Linked DNA regions of Mus musculus: region 2 is linked to region 1. Evidence: chromatin contacts called from public HiChIP or PLAC-seq data. All regions are on one chromosome and are shown on one strand. Each heading gives the region's core, a stretch centred on a gene start, on an enhancer-like site or on the middle of the called end of the contact. The rest is flanking DNA. Distances are from core to core; before and after follow the strand shown. Region 1 overlaps Cd4 (CD4 antigen). Region 2 holds the start of Ptms (parathymosin).

Region 1 (3,212 bases), core at 471-2,970:
TCACTCATGTGGAAATCTGGAATAGTGTGACCCATCTGCAACCCCCGTGTTGTTCAGGGCAGAGCCGGGAAGATCACAGTTTGCTCACCACCATACCAACTCCAAAGAAATAAGGTGGAGAGTGACATAGCAGAATATCTGATGCCCTCCATTAGGCACCTACACACTCATGTGCACACATAACACACACACACACACTTGAAAACTTTTTTTCTTCCCACGTTAGAAACTGAAAAGAGGCAAGCGCTCTACTGTGAACCACACCCCAGCCAGCCTATATTTTCCTTCTTAAAAATAACTTTATTTATTATTGGGCTGGAGGGGCAGCTGAGTGGATAAGAGCACGTTCTCCTGCAGGGGACCTGGGTTTGGTTCCCAGCACTCATTGAGAGAGGCTCCCAACCATCTGTAAGACCTGTGCTAGGGGAAATGATACCTCCTTTGGTTAACATGGGAACCGGGCACATATACATACGTGTTGTCAAAACACTCATACATGCAAAAGAAATCTTTTAAAAACGTATTATTTATGCTAGGTGGTGGTGGTGCACGCCTTTAATCAGAGCAGTCAGGCAGAGGCAGGTAAACTTTTGAGTTGGAGGCCAGCCTGGTCTACAGAGTGAGTTCCAGGACAGCCAGGGCTGCACAGAGAAACCCTGTCTGGAAAAACTGAAAAAAGAAAAAAAAAAAGAAAAAAAAAAGACTTATTATTATCCCTCCAGTGAGTGAGTGTGTTCAGAGGACAGCTTTTGAACTCAGCTCTCTGCTTCTGCCTTTGTGCAGGTTACACTGAAGTCGCACCCCACCCCACCCCACCCCATCATACTCACTTTTGGTGGTGGTGGGATAGAGGCTGAACCCAAGACCTCATGTCTACTAGTCAAGTTCTCTACCACTGAGCTACATTCTTCAGCCAGGCTTTTAAGACTTAGTCCAACACTGCTCTCCTCCAGCAATTTGTCTCAGATTTGCCCATTCTCTTAGATACCCTATACTCTTTTGAATCGAGTTTTCAGATTACAGGGCATCATAGACAATCGCATCATGATTTTCTTCATCAGGAAGGCAAGCAGGAGGGCTTATTTTAGGAGAGAGGCGATACGCATTACTTTGAACAGGTTACTCTGGTGTGGTGGAGGTTGTTGAAACACAGCTAACTATTCCTTGGGCTACAGGAAACACAAGCCTAGAGGCGAGCAGAAGGCTGGGCTGGGAATCTCATCTGCAGTGAATGATGGAGCTATTTAGGGGAAGTCAGAATGGATGTAGAAACAGGGAAGCAGAGCAGAAGATAGTTAGGGCAACACCAGACAATAGTCTGAGGTCAAGACCAGCAAAGGGAACTAAGGTGTGAAGGGGAGAAAGAAAGGGTGAAAGGGGGTGAGACCGGTCAGCAGGTAAGGGCACGTCCCACCAAGTCTGGTGGCCTGGATTCGATCCATTTGATCCCTGAGCCCCACACAGTGGAAGGAGAGAAACACACACACACACACACACACACACACACACACACACAGAGGCGGGGTGGGCAGGGAGAGGATGGAGGGAGGGGGAGGGGAAAGGGTGGAGGGAGAAGGAGAGGGAGAGAATCTGAGTAAGCTACTCCTCCAAGTCTGGTCAGTTGTGAGAAGAACGGAGAAATGGATTATGGAGCTGCCACTGCACACAGGGAGCTGAAAGAGGAATTTCCTCTTGTAATCAGTTTGACAGGAACTGAAACCACCTCAGAGATCGGTCCCAGGGAATGGGGAGACTTTTTAGCCTCTGGGCATGACTGTGAGGGCTTCTCTTGATCAGGTTCTGGTGGAGGAACCAGCCCACTGTGGGAACAGGAAAAAAAAAATCCAAACACCAAAAATCAGAAAACAAAAACAAAAAACAAGACCCCAGCTGAGTGCAAGAATCAGTTCACCATACTCTGCCTCCTGCTGGTGCATAGGATAAGATCAGCTGCTTTAACTCCTGTTGTCTTGGGTTGAGCCATGATGGACTGGACCCTGGAACCTCGAAATTCCCTCTCTTAGGTTGCCTTTGTCAGGGTGTTTTATCATAGCAATAGGAAAAGAACATAAGACAGAGACCAGACCAGGAGGTATGGAGACGGTGTAGTTCCGACATACAGCCTCCTTAATAAGTGTGAGCCCTTGGGATCAGTCTCTAGCATGAATGAGGAGGATGGGAGGAGAAAGGAGGGAAGGAAAAAACAGAGCCCGAATTCATGCTGAAGGAGCTTTCCAGAGACAGCATTGCAGAGTGTACATACGGGACTCAAACTTTAAGCTCCACCTCTTACAGATGTCAAAAGTGTATAGGTAGAAAAGGGATGTGGCAGGGGCGGGGGGAGGGAGCCCTGAGTTTAAGGCCAGCCTGGTCTACAAAGCCAGTTCCATGACAGCCAGCACAACATAGAGAAACCCTGTCTGGAAAAACAAAACAAACAAGCAAACAACAACAACACAAAAATAGAAAACAAAACAAAAAAAGTCATTATGGGGTAGAGGTTGTCAGGGGACAATTTGTGGGAGTTTGTTTCTACAAAGGTCCTGGGAATTGAGCTAAGGTCACCAGGTTGAAAGTGTTTACTCACTGAGGTGTCAGGTAAGTTTTGTAGCCCAAACTGGCCTTGAACTCTCAAATCTTCTTTCTTCAACCTCCTGAGGCCTGACTGAGATTAGAGGTATACACCACCACACAAGATTGAAGTATTATTTACTTTACCATCCTCTGGGGAAGGCATTTAGTTCTGAATGGTCATTAATAGTTCTAATTCATGGGACAAATTACTAAGATGTATGAATTCGAGCCATTGTCTCAACCCTGAGTGATAGCGTCCATATCTGCCAAACAGTCTGTATTCTCAGGAATTATTGTGAAGATCATGGTAGATGGTATGTACAGTGTTCAGTTTGTAAGAGTGGTTGCTCCCCAAATCAGCAGAGTATCTTATGGTATTTTTGAGCTAGTGGGATACTGTTCCCACCATGTAAATAGACATTGGTGGGCCTTCTCATCAGTTCAGAGTCCTTCATGAGGGTGAATTAAAGACTGCCAACTCAGACCAGCAGAGTTGTGGGCACTCTTTTCAGCAGAGGTGCCAGGGCACCTCAACTTCTTTTGTATGGCTTCGATTTGCAGGAGGTTCGCCTTCGCAGTTTGATCGTTTTGATTCCAAAAAAGGGGCATGGGAGAAAGGATCGTTTCCTCTCATCATC
Region 2 (3,167 bases), core at 564-3,063, 43 kb before region 1:
TTGAGGGCGGTTACCAGGGCAACAGGGTAAGAGCCCAGCAGGGTGTCCGAGACAGCAGGCGGGGCTGGGAGGTGGAGTAGAGAAGGCAGAGAAAAAAGAAGGCGGGAGGGAGAGGAAAGAGACCAACCCAAAGGGAGCGAGGCTTGGGGGGGGGGGGGCGTTATGGGGTGAGGGAGGGGAGATAAATGAAGCAAGAAAGGGTACAGAGATGGAATATGGTGAGAGATTGCTATAGACATCAGTCACTGAAGTCTGAGAAGCGCATTGAAAAGGGGAAATGGAGAGATCTCAGAGAAAAGGTGGACCGAACCCTGCCAGGAAAAACCAGGGTGGGGCGCAAAGATTTATGAGACGAAGAAACTGAATTAAGAGTCAGAGAAACCAGGAGATGTGTATGAGAGATCAAACGATGGTGTGTTGACACGCTCACATGCTAAATGATGATGGAAGACCAACAATGGCTTCCCTTTTTTTCTAATTGGGGGGGGGGGTCGGGAAGGGGCAAGATGTATTGCTCAGGATGCCCTCAAACTAATGGCAATCCTCCTGCCTCAGCTTCCCAAGTGCTGAATAGGTCATCTGGCTAAAGGTGATGTTTTTTATTAAGGAAATAAAAATGATTAGGAAAAGGTGAGGGGTAATAATGACAGATCACACACACACACACACACACACACACACACACACACACACACACACCCCAAAGACAATCTTTTCCCAAAGCCCAGCCTTCTTCTTCATCCACCGTTCGGGCCTCAGACTGACAGGCCAGCCCGTCTCTTTCTGAATCTTAGGGTTCTCAAAAAATTATCTAAAGATTCTGAACCTAGGGGTGAGGCGCTGAGGACAAGGAACCCCGTATCTGGGCCCGTGTGTGCAAAGGACAATTGAATTCAGAAAGACTGGGGGGAAGACAGAGAAGAGCTACGAGAGGGAAAATGTACAAGGACAATCGGAAAGAGTTGAAAATTAGCTAAGTTTATAGGGCCAGGTGATAATCAGGTAAGAAAACAGTGTTATCTGGAGCAAAGTAAATTGAGACATAAGAGATGTAGATGGTTGTAAGGGAGGGGTCTCGGTCTATATGAATGAAGAGGTGAAGAGAAACACAAGAACCAGGCAATTAAGTGAGGTGAGACAGGTAAGAGGAGAGAAGAATAAAGAGGCAGACGAGAACATCAGAGGGCCCCTCACATCCCCCGAAACAGACTGGAAGGAACCCGACAAGGACCACAAATGTCAAGTCCAGCCGAGAGGCCCAGGCTGTCCTTTGTACTCTCACTTTCCTCCTCAAGGCCACCTAGAGAAGGCGGACAGGAGCGAGAAATGGAAGTGGCTCTGCAGCCTTCTTCCTCTCCTTTCAGCTTTTGGTTTCTCAAATACCTGCCCAGCCTCTACATCTACAGCCCCACTCCCTGCACCCCCACTTTAGCAAAATCCCAGGGCTAAAAGGAGGAGGTCAGCAGGAGTCTGGCCAGTCCGCCCCCAGGAGCCAGACTCCAGCTTGCAGGCAGTAGGCTGGCATTTGGAGCGGTGTCTCCCCGCAGGAACCCCACCCCTTCCCACCTCCTCGCCCCACTCCGCTCGCTCCCGAACCGTCAGTCTCTCCATTCCCCCGCCCGGTCTCGTCCTTCCTCCTGTCCCGCTCGCTCTCCCGCCCTTCGCTTTCATCCTCCTATCCCCACCTCTCCAACCTCCTCTTTCATCCCCCTCCCCTCTCCTCTCCTCCCCGCTCTCGCCTGCCCCACCCCTGGGAAGCCCCTCCCGTCGGGCAGCGCCGCCTTAAAAGCGGGTTCCCTTCCCGGGGGCGGCAGCGGCTGGTCGGCGGCAGCTCTGCTGGTGCGGGGGCGGCGAGCAAGACCGAGCGACCGCGACCGGAGCGCGCCGGCCACCGCCCGCATCGTCCTCCCGCCTGCCCGCCCGCCCGCCCTCCGGACGGCCGCAGCCCTGCGGGTCTCTGCTCGGGACCCACCCCCGCCCCACCCCGCGCGCCTCTGCCGCCTCTTGCAGCGAGCCAGCTTGCCGAGCGGCCGTCGCTGCCGCTGCCGCCGCCGCCACCGCGCCAAGTTCCGGCCGCGGCCACCCTCCGCCGTCCAGGGCTCCTCCGCCTCGGCCCCGGGACCCCGGCTCCCTGCCAGCCCCGGCCCCGGCACCATGTCGGAGAAGAGCGTGGAGGCAGCGGCCGAGCTGAGTGCCAAGGTACGGGCAGGGGCGGCGGCGGCGCGGCACCCGGGCGGCCCCGGGATCGGCGCGGTCCTTCGCGCCCGGTCGCCCCCGACGGCCCCGAGCGGCCCTGGCGCCCGGTCCCCGCGGACCCCGCTGCGCCCTCCCCCCGCTCGGAGCCCGGCGCTGCCTATCCCGCTCGGCACCACCGGCGCCCTCTAGCGGCCCAGCGCGCCGTGGCTCGGGCCTCACCGCCCGGCCTGCGCCCGGCCCCGCCATCCCCACCCCTCTCGTGCCCTGCCTGCCGCGCCCGCCTCTGCCCGGTCCGCCTTCTCGTCGGAGAGCGGCGCCTCTAGCTTCCCGGGCCCCATGTCCGAGCCGAGCCCCCAGGTCTCTTGCCACTATGACCTCACCTTTCCTCTGCTAAGCGGTTTGGGATCCTCAAGTGTAAACAGGACTCTCCCGGGAGGCTACTCCTCGGCTCCTCCCCTTGCCGCCCGACCGTCTGTCCTCGTCCCTGAAGGGCTGCTCCTCTCCACCCCCCCTTTTTAATTTTTAAAAAAATTTTTTGCCCATCTTCATTTGTTCTTCCTCTACTACCGATTTCCATTTTTTTTCCATTATCGCCTCCCCTCATGTTGAATTTCTAAAAATCAGAAAGACGGAGAAACGAGCCTTCGAAAAAGCTGGAGCTCAGCATCGCCTGACCATACGTCAAGCTATCTTTGCTCTCAGCAGCTGCCTTTCCCGGCCTCATCCCTTTGCCCTTGTCTCTCTTTCAGCCTTCCTCTAATTTCCCCAGGGAAACTGCGGAGTGCCGCTTAGGGAAATTAATGCGGCCAGGCTTGGGGGCTGGGAGCCCAGTCTTTTTTTTTTGGGGGGGGGGGCGCAGTATAGTTCTCGAGGTCCAAGTGGAAGGAGGGAGCTGATAGGATGAAAGGCAGTGGGAAGAGGGGACATGTGAGATCTGATAAGGTGTGCCTGTGTGGCCCTCCGGTGGGTTG

What was found. HiChIP or PLAC-seq counts read pairs in DNA pulled down with a chosen protein or histone mark.
Region 2: a contact with region 1 is called in an H3K4me3 HiChIP or PLAC-seq map of bone marrow-derived macrophages, with 3 times the contacts expected there. The contact joins the promoter of Ptms here to the enhancer-like site in region 1. A contact is called at or near these places in 13 of 39 promoter capture datasets (the 3T3-L1 cell line, 3T3-L1-derived adipocytes, the C10 cell line and 9 more), 5 of 15 datasets of contacts at CTCF or cohesin (CD8 T cells, the NIH/3T3 cell line, hippocampal excitatory neurons and 2 more), 114 of 484 Hi-C or Micro-C datasets (the AML12 cell line, B cells, B-cell progenitors and 67 more), 41 of 115 datasets of contacts at active chromatin or transcription factors (the 230-238 cell line, CD4 single positive thymocytes, the HPC-7 cell line and 28 more) and 4 of 9 other capture datasets (adipose tissue, bone marrow-derived macrophages, liver and 1 more).

The regions. Positions count from the first base shown.
Region 1 is chr6:124,873,054-124,876,265 of GRCm38.p6, reverse strand. Cd4 (CD4 antigen) reads left to right here. Exons shown (of 10, transcript NM_013488.3): 4 at 3,136-3,212. Among named protein-coding and RNA genes, the nearest start is that of Gpr162, 11 kb to the right of the region's middle. Within about 2 kb of position 1,720, at least 8 of the 459 cell types and tissues checked have an H3K27ac peak or open chromatin away from gene starts, as enhancers often do. A contact at or near this core is called in bone marrow-derived macrophages and microglia, where this site is marked.
Region 2 is chr6:124,916,592-124,919,758 of GRCm38.p6, reverse strand. It overlaps Ptms (parathymosin), which reads left to right and starts at 1,813. Exons shown (of 5, transcript NM_026988.2): 1 at 1,813-2,199. The coding sequence starts at 2,155. It overlaps A230083G16Rik (RIKEN cDNA A230083G16 gene), which reads right to left and starts at 2,896. Exons shown (of 2, transcript NR_152158.1): 1 at 2,577-2,896. Gm38896 (a long non-coding RNA gene) reads right to left here and starts at 169. Exons shown (of 2, transcript XR_869424.3): 1 at 1-169.